Regions from separate parts of the Mus musculus genome. Here region 2 is linked to region 1. The links are chromatin contacts, called in public Hi-C maps. All regions are on one chromosome and are shown on one strand. The core of a region is the stretch at or near the end of the contact, and the rest is flanking DNA. Distances in the headings are between cores, read along the strand shown. Region 1 has its middle 13 kb from the start of Ankrd60. Region 2 overlaps Rab22a (RAB22A, member RAS oncogene family).

What was found. Hi-C and Micro-C count contacts between places; a contact is called where the count stands out from the background.
Region 2: a Hi-C map of the N1E-115 cell line shows a contact between it and region 1, with 4 times the contacts expected there. The contact joins two enhancer-like sites. A contact is called at or near these places in 7 of 39 promoter capture datasets (the 3T3-L1 cell line, the HPC-7 cell line, embryonic stem cells and 4 more) and 1 of 484 Hi-C or Micro-C datasets (the N1E-115 cell line).

What each region holds. Positions count from the first base shown.
Region 1 is chr2:173,563,117-173,567,401 of GRCm38.p6, forward strand. No RefSeq gene overlaps it. Among named protein-coding and RNA genes, the nearest start is that of Ankrd60, 13 kb to the right of the region's middle. Within about 2 kb of position 1,620, at least 26 of the 459 cell types and tissues checked have an H3K27ac peak or open chromatin away from gene starts, as enhancers often do. A contact at or near this core is called in the N1E-115 cell line, where this site is marked.
Region 2 is chr2:173,688,252-173,692,593 of GRCm38.p6, forward strand. All of the region lies in intron 3 of Rab22a (RAB22A, member RAS oncogene family), which reads left to right. Among named protein-coding and RNA genes, the nearest start is that of Mir6340, 11 kb to the right of the region's middle. Within about 2 kb of position 1,775, at least 29 of the 459 cell types and tissues checked have an H3K27ac peak or open chromatin away from gene starts, as enhancers often do. A contact at or near this core is called in the N1E-115 cell line, where this site is marked.

The DNA of each region.
Region 1 (4,285 bases), core at 370-2,869:
TTCCAACCCTTAGGGCCACATCCCGGGCAGTCCCTTGGCTTGTACTTACAGTATACAAGACAAGATCAAGTCTTTTTTTAAAAACAAACAAGCAAACAAAAAACCCACCAGGGTCTCATGTAGCCCAAGATGACCTAGAGCTCACCGTGTAACTGAGGATGTCCTTGAACTTCGAATTCCAGCTGACATCCACACCCAGTTTTTGGAAGGCTGGGAATTGAACCTAGGGCCTCACAGGTATTACACAGTCAACTAAGCTACATCCCAAGACCCTCAAATGATTTTTTAAATAAAAACACGTGTGTGCGTGTGTCCCTGAACGTGTATGTGCATGCATGTATGCCTTTGTGTGTGTTTACGTACTGTCTGCATACATCTACGGAATATGCATGCAGTGACCACAGAGTCCAGAAGAGGGGGTCTGGAGCTGAAGTTACAGGTAGGTTTGAGCTGGAAAATGAATCCTGGCCTTCTATAAGGACTGCTAACACCCTTAATCACATCCCTCCAACCCTGTATGGTCTTTCAAAAGCTGCAAACTATGCCCCCCAACATACCCCGTGCTGGGCACAAGGGATACTCAAGGCCTTATCATCCAGGCCTGCGGTTTCAACATATATAAACATCTTATGCTCTGGGACTTCCACAAAGCTGGGGAGCTGGGTCTAGACTGGGATTTGGACAGGAAATGGTGAGTTATAACCTTGCAAGGATATGGAATTCTCTAAACATCCCTGTGACATTTCCCAGGCACACACACACATGCACTCTGGAGCCCCAGATGTTATTGGTATTTTTTAATTTTTTCCGTTTTAAATTTAGAACATATAGCAACCAAACAAGTCAAGGATGATGCTGTGGGAACACAGGACGTGATTTCCTGGGGCAGATGGGACACTGGGCTTTCTTGTTCCGTGGCCAGATGTGTACTCCTAGAGTGATGGAGGACAGACCCCTTTCCGGATGTCGTGAGGGCTATACACGTGTCCCCCTGGCCAATGTACATGTCCCCTGTGCCCGCTCTGCAGAAAGTTCCAGGACTCAGGCAGAAATGCCACCCTCGAGCCCCCCAAATTGAGCTCCACTCTTGAATTTTCAAGTGACGCATATAGCAGCATCCCTGACATTTCCGCAGAACACAAACCCCGGTGTTTTGCCAAATGTTAATGGGTTTCTGTGCCCTCCACTGGCTGCCTCTGTATTCAATGCGCAGTGCAGGGGCAGGGCCTGAAGACTGGAATTTTCCTCTGCCTGAGAGCCTGTTGTTCCTCTGCAGCGGCTCTGGCCTGGGGGCGCTCTATGAGTTGCTGAGAAAGCCTTCCACCACTTAATGTCCAGACCAGCAAGTTTACGGGAAATTATTAATCTCCCACTTTGGGAATTATTAGTTCTGGATGGAGACTCTTATTGTATAAGGTTTGCTGAGAATTTATGAGCCTCTCTGGAATCCGGGAGGGGATCGATTCTCAGAGAGTAAACATTTTAAGCAAATTAAGTGTTGGTGGTATAATAATACGAATAATGCCTGCCATTTTTCAAGTGTCTGCTTCGAGCCAGGCATTCCATCTCTCTGGTGGCAACAGGGGCAGGTTTTACTACCCCGAACGCGCCACATGAGGCAGCTGAGACCCCAAGAGCTGCCCCTGGTTGGTCTAATGCCACATATCTAGGGGCAGAGGGAGTCTCTAAAGCATGTGTAGCCGACCACAGAACTGCCCTCCTTCCTGCTCACCAAGGAGTTGCTGTGGTAGGCAATTCCCCTGGGCTGTTTCTTCTGCCAACAGGACTGGCTGTGCAGAAGGGCAAAACCTGCTGATGAGATGGGTAGAGGGGAGCCGAGGGTCTCAGGAGATGGCCATTGGTTCTGAGGTTGCACAGCTGATGGGGAGGACGGCTTGGGGCGGGGTGGGGGTGAGGGTCGGTTCCATCAGTAACGCTTGCTGTGCAAGCATGAGGACCTGAGTCTGAGCCCCAGAACCCACATAAAGAAACCCAGCGGGGCACCTGGAGACGCGGCTCAGTGGTTAAGTGCACTGGCTGCTTTTGTAGAGGGCCCAAGTTCAGCTTTCGGCACGTGGTGTTGAGAGTAACCCCATGCAGGGCAGAGAGAGAGAGACAGAGACAGAGAGACAGACAGAGACAGAGACACTTTTTCCCACATTCTGGAAACCCTGAGCTAGTGATCATAGAGTGGGGACAGACAGGCAATCCAGGGAGAGCAAAAGACTCAGGTGCGCGGAGACAGCTCTACTTCCTGCTGATGACACTTGAGGGGGGTGGGGGTGGCACCGAGGCTGAAGCGCCAGGAGAATAGGCCCATAGGCCCACCATCTCAGTCCTGAGTTAGCCTCACAGGCTGAGAGCTCTAGACTAGAGCTTATGTTGCTGGTCTTAAGTTTTCCATTGCACTGGCTCCTGTGACAGAGGCCAGCTACAGTGACCTCTGCAGGGCAGATGAGGGGGAGAGAGTAGAGACTCATTCCGGGGGTGGGGGAAGGGGAAAGGATACGCTGGTCACTGAGCACTGACTTTGAGAAACCCTATAGCCAAGGCAAACGGGAGCTCGGTGCAGTGCAAACCATCATTTTTGCTTTGTCATCCTGCCGGGCTGGCTTTCCAGAACTCTTCCCAGGATGCCATGGGGCTTTACCGGTGAGCTATGTCTCTGGCTGGGATGAAGAGATAAGATCATTTCTATGTCCCCTCTAAGGTCCTCAAGGGCACACCATAACACGTCCCAGGGCACTAAGGACCAAGGACTGCTCATCAGAGTTCAGTGGCCAGAAGCAGAGAGAGCTCAGAAAAGACATCAAGTGAGTTTTTTTTTTCCGTCTCTTTCCTCAACCACCTTTCCCAGAGCTTCCGCGGGGCTCCCAGGCAACATCTCAAACAGCATTTTTTTGGGGGGTGGGGGGAACGGTGTTCTCCAGTGTGTCCAGCAACCTCAGGGACCTGTTGTAGGAAGGACCTTCCTCTACCCTCTACAAGGAATCCTTGCCTCAGAGAAGTGAAGACCGGCCCGGAGACATGAGCCTGGAGGGCTGCGATAGCTCCTTCTCTATGACTCCAACTCCACACAAGTGAGGTCCCTGATGACCGGAAGGCCAGCCCAGTGAGGGCACAGACATAAGGGAACCAGTGTCCTCCCCATACACACATTGTTCCCAGGATGTAGCAGACCACCCTCCACATTCCAGATCTGCTCCAGGGCGTGGGCCATCGAGGTATTTCCACTCCTGTGGAAACAATGTCAATGACCCCTCCCCTGATGCTCCTTTGATGTCCCCTGAAGCATGAACGATAGGACGAGCATGGGGGAAGCAGCTCCAGATGTAACATTCTGTCAGCCAATGGCAGATCACGGAGATGTTGACATGTACAGCTCGTGACATGGGCTTGTTTCTATGTGATATGATAGTGTGTGTGTTACAGGGGTTGGGGGGGTGTTGCACATTATGTGTTCACAGTGCTGGGAACTGGATCCAGGGCCCTGTTCATGCTAGGAAAGCCCCCCCCCCACACACACACACCCAAGCTGTATCCTAAGGCCCAAGACAAGGCCCAAGACAAGCTTGTCTCTAATGGAGTATCCTCAGAGCCTAGGCATGTGTCCAAGTGGTCCTGTCCTGGACTGAAGAAAATGTCACCAGAGAAGGCTTGATGCTGCTAGATATCTAGCCAAGTGTCTAATTGAATTGAGGGAAGTGGAGTGCTTGTTCCCCAAATGTGTGGGTCCTCCTGCCAGGCGGTTGGCCCTTCCAATAACAAAGACTGCTTAGCAAGCTCCTGGCAAACACTGGACTTGGAGGGACTCCACTTGTTAAGTTAAAAGGCTACCCATAAGTCACCTCACCTCCGCACACCTCATTAGCTAAGTGACCCGACCCGATGGATTGGGGTTGTTTTAATATCTGCCTATTGACTTTGGAGCATGCCTGCCAAAAATAAGCTCTCAGCTTGACATCCCGAGGCTGAGATGAGCTTTCCTGATTCTCTATTTGTCAAACAGAAGGCTGAGCCTGGGTACAGCCACGTCGGCTGGTGTAAGACCATTGTCAACAAAGGTCTTACTCGCTGTGACACCAGGAAACGCAGACCATTAATTTTAAAGCAAGGTCTTATTGTTGGGAAATTGGAAGGGCAGCCAGGGTGCCATGCCTCTCACCTGATGACCTGATGACCTTATCAGGTCAGCCCCACCCAAGGCGACCTGATGAGTTGTCAGGAGACCTTTGACATGTTCCAGGACTTGGGTCAGGGTTTGGGGCTCCAGGGAAACATATGG
Region 2 (4,342 bases), core at 525-3,024, 130 kb after region 1:
TGTTTTTCTGAGGCCCAAACCAAATTACAGCTCCAACTACACTGTCATCGTCCCTGTCGTCTGCCATTCCTCACTTCTTTGCACCAGAGACACATTTACTTCGATTTGCGTGGGCCAGCCTTTTTCTTTTCAATTAGAGCCACAAAGTCCACTGATGGAGAAAGTGATAATGGGCACTGAGGGCATTTTTATACTTTTTAGTGTCTTAAAGTAAATGCTGACTAACAGGCCTGATCAAGTTCCTTGAACAGAGTGTGTGATTTGGGGCTCTGTCCTCTAGTAAAGATGTAAGAGAATTAGTGGTAGAAAGGGAAAATTAGGCACAGCTCATTTATAGCCGCCTTTTAAAAGCTAAAAGAGGGAACTTTACAGCATATAAACTTTGAGGTTTAAGTGGACGGATTAGCTAATGCAATGCCTTGCAACGAGCACTTAAACGCCTGACAGGGAGCCTGTCCATAGCTCTGGCTGTCCTCGCCACAGGGTAGAGCCAGTGGAGAGCTACAGCTGTACAGTGGGATGAGATCTGAGGAAGTGGGAACAGGAATAGACATGTAATGGGAACAGAGACAGAAGAAGACACGCGTGCACACACACACACACACATACACACTGCCTCATTCCATCCCTTTCCCTGGTAAGTTCCCTGCAGTCATCCCATCATTCAGCCACGCTCTAGTTTTCAGGTGATTCTGTCCAAACAAAGCGCCTGGCAGGTGTGAGGTACTGTCCTAAGCTCTAAGTACACAAGAAATTATCAGAAAAATGGTTTGTCGTCACACTAGTATCTAAGACAACATGGATACTGTGTGGCAGAGAAACTGACAAATGGAGGACGCCACACTGGTGTCTCAGTGCACATTTGAGCAGAACTTGTGCCTCAGCCTTGCTGTTGGCTGCCTTCAGTTTGAACCTTGTGTATCACTTTATCAGAGCTGCCATCTTCTGTGTTGGTGGCTGTGTGCATCTAGAATGGAGGTTAGGACGGCAGTCAGCATCTCTCTTCCATCCTGCAAAGGCATTGCTTCCCAGAGGCCTACTAGATGTGTCTACACGCTGCCCTAGGACTGTGTCATTAGCCAGATACGTGGACTTTCCCTAGGAGTGATAGATGTGCCCTTGTACTGAGTCCTAGGTTTCAGCTACCCCCTCATGTGTTTGATGCTCCCATGCTGCACCACACGTGCTCTATTGTCACGTATAGTGGCCACGTATAGTGGCTTTTTATATCATGAAAGTGGAAGGAATGCCTAGGCATGTCCCTCCACATAACTCAAGTGCTCACAGGAGCCTGAGGACCGTGACTGCCTGCTTTTTGCCCGCCTCTTACCTGCCCACTTCCAGTTGGCTCTTTAGTAGATAGTGCTGCTCAGTGGTACAATCTGGCCTTCCTTCCCTGAAGTACCATCCTGCAACCCAAGGTTGGGCAGGAGATATTGAAAGGCCAGATCAGGGACAGGGGGCTTGACCAAGACATCCTGGAGCTGGAAGACAATCAGGAGAGGAATGGCATAGCCATGTGTCACTGTGCAGGACAATGCCTTGGATTTCAGGGTTAGTTCAAGGATTGCCATTCATCCAGGGCTAGGTCTTCAAGGCTGGACTCCACTCTGCCTCTTCCTGCCAGTCAGCTTGTGTGCTTCTCCAGTGTACATACAGCTCTGTATCCTGTCATCTGTTGTCCTATCCTTCACCTGGTAACTGTCTAGCCTTGGAGCCTCCCTCTGTCACACAGAGAGGAGCTGTCCTAATACCCATGTTACCAGAAAGCTATGCTTCTTGCATCAGATCTGGAGGTTGTCTTTCATTCTTCCCAGCAGCTGTTGGCCATCTGCTTCTTCAGCTCTCCACTCACTGCCTTCAGCTGCCTTCACTGTCACTCAAGTGTTCTGTAGCCTTTTGACTTCTGTCCCTGTTTTTCTCCACCCAGTACTGATCCATGTCACTATTCACAAGAACCCAGACATTATGGGGAACAATGATCAGACTCTACTGTCTTCTTGCTGATCCTTACCTCTAGCTGTGTTCAAAGGGACCCATGAAGCCCATGTGTCCTGCTGCACCGCTCTGTCTGCCTGCTGACCTCCATGCAGGTCCTTACACATACCTGCCATCAGGCCGTCACATATACTGGCCTTTCTCGCTAGCACATGCCTCCTCTAGCACTCACAGGCTTCTTACCAGCTATTGGTGTCAGACAGAATGGTACCTCAGAACCTCAGGGTTCTCTGTGCCTCCCTGGACCTGAGCAGTGCCTCAGGTTCATTCTCTGTCATTGCCCTTGTTCATGTCTAAGACACTCATTACAAATTGTAATGTCTGCTTGGTTGTCCACCTTTATTAACAGCTTCTCTCACTGAGATAGGAATATTGGGAGCTGTGCCTGCAGTGTTTTGCTTACTGCTGTGTGTGTCCCAGTACCTGAGGGCAAGCTAATGCCCAGGAGTTAGTTGGGTAGCAGCAGATTACCTCTGTGTCCTGCACAGTGTTTGCTTGCCCTCAACCATGAGATTGTCACTTTTTTTTCTTCTGTCTTGTATTAGACTGTGGTCTCTGAGAGGCAGGGACTGCCTTTTTGGTGCTCGAAGCCCCTGGTACCTGGCTTCAATGTTACTATTCTTGTCAGCTGCTTGGTAGTCTACCTTGTGACAGATGAGAACAGACTGTCTCTGCCTCCTGTGGGTCGCACATGGCTCCAGTGATGAGTCTCTGACGTGAGCATGTTTACTGCTAAGCTCTGTGGAGTTGAGATTGTTGGTGGGGACCCCAAATCATTGCAGAATGAAAAAGCTTTTCATGAACTGAACAGGCGTCCTCTCCATTTGACCCTCACATCTGTTGCCACACGTAGTTCTGAACGATGACTTTTCTGTCAAGTTCCCACGAATCGCAGAGTGATTTCACTAAGTTGATGAAAGCAAGTAAGAATTGAATGGTATGTGAGTCCTTGTTTGAGGGAGCTTGCTACATGAAAAGGAAGGAAGTGCCTTCCTTTTCATGTAGCTTGTATATCAGAAGGTTAATAAGCACCTAGGAAAACAGACCAGAGCCCTCAGATGTTTTTTCAAAGTGACTGTTTGTATGAGGCCTGGGAGAGTCCACTGTGAAATGAAAGGTCCCGTGTTATGCTTGCAAATTCCTAGCGGAAGCAGCTCACCAGGCTGTCCGTCTCCTCACCAACTCTAAAAGTCAGCTCCTCACTGTAACATTAAGCCCGGGGTTTCTCAAACGCCGGTTAAATGAAACTTGTTTTCACAGTTGTATTTATTTTCTTAAGACTAAGCATTTATGAGTGCTTTGTCCATTGTTTGCAATTTGAGTGAGCTCATCTTGTTCCTCTACCCCAGCACACACACAGATGGCACTCATGAATGTATGTCATGAAGTCCACCATGAGTGCAGGGCAACATCCCCAGTGTGGCACATCTGTTATGGCCACATTCACAACTCGTATTCCCTCTGGCTGACTGTTCCACAGAGGTCAGTATAGCATGAAGACCGTCCGTTTTCACAGTACCACATAAGCAGTTGTAAGTGCATCAACTAGAACAAGGACAGCTTGGGAGCATCTAGAGCTGGTATTGGCTGGCCGAGGGCCATGTTGAACCAGGTACCCACTCTTGTAAATACAGTTTTTTGGAGCACAGCCATTTTTGTCTGTTCACTGTCTGTGCTTATACTGTACAGTAATCCTGTGCCAGAAGTGAGAGGCCACAGAGCTGATGCTGTTTCGTCAGAACAGCAGGGGGGTCTGTCTCTCACAGGCCTTCCTGGCTTATAAATAAATGCTGGGTAATACTTACAAAGTCGCTGTTTGAAACAACCAGTGGGCAAGGCTGAAGCAGCAAACACAGGCCCGGATCAGGCCTCACAGGGCACCCAGCTCAGGACTAGGGAACAGGGTAGCAAAGAGTCAAGCAGGAAGAGTCTCTTGTTTGTTTGGTTTTTGTTTTTCAAAACAAAGTTCCTCCTTGTAGCCCTGGCTGTCCTAGAACTCACTCTGTAGACCAGGCTAGCCCCAAACTCAATTTGCCTGCCTCTACTTCTGTGCTGGGATTAAAGGAGTGTGCCACTACCGCCCAATCAGGAAATGTCTTTTTAAGATTGTGATAATGGAGCCGGGCGTGGTGGCGCACGCCTTTAATCCCAGCACTCGGGAGGCAGAGGCAGGCGGATTTCTGAGTTCGAGGCCAGCCTGGTCTACAAAGTGAGTGCCAGGACAGCCAGGGCTACACAGGGAAACCCTGCCTCGAAAAACCAAAAAAAAAAAAAAAAAGATTATGATAATGGGAGATGTCCGAGAATGCTAGAGTAACTGGACAAGAGCAGCAAGCCCTGAAAA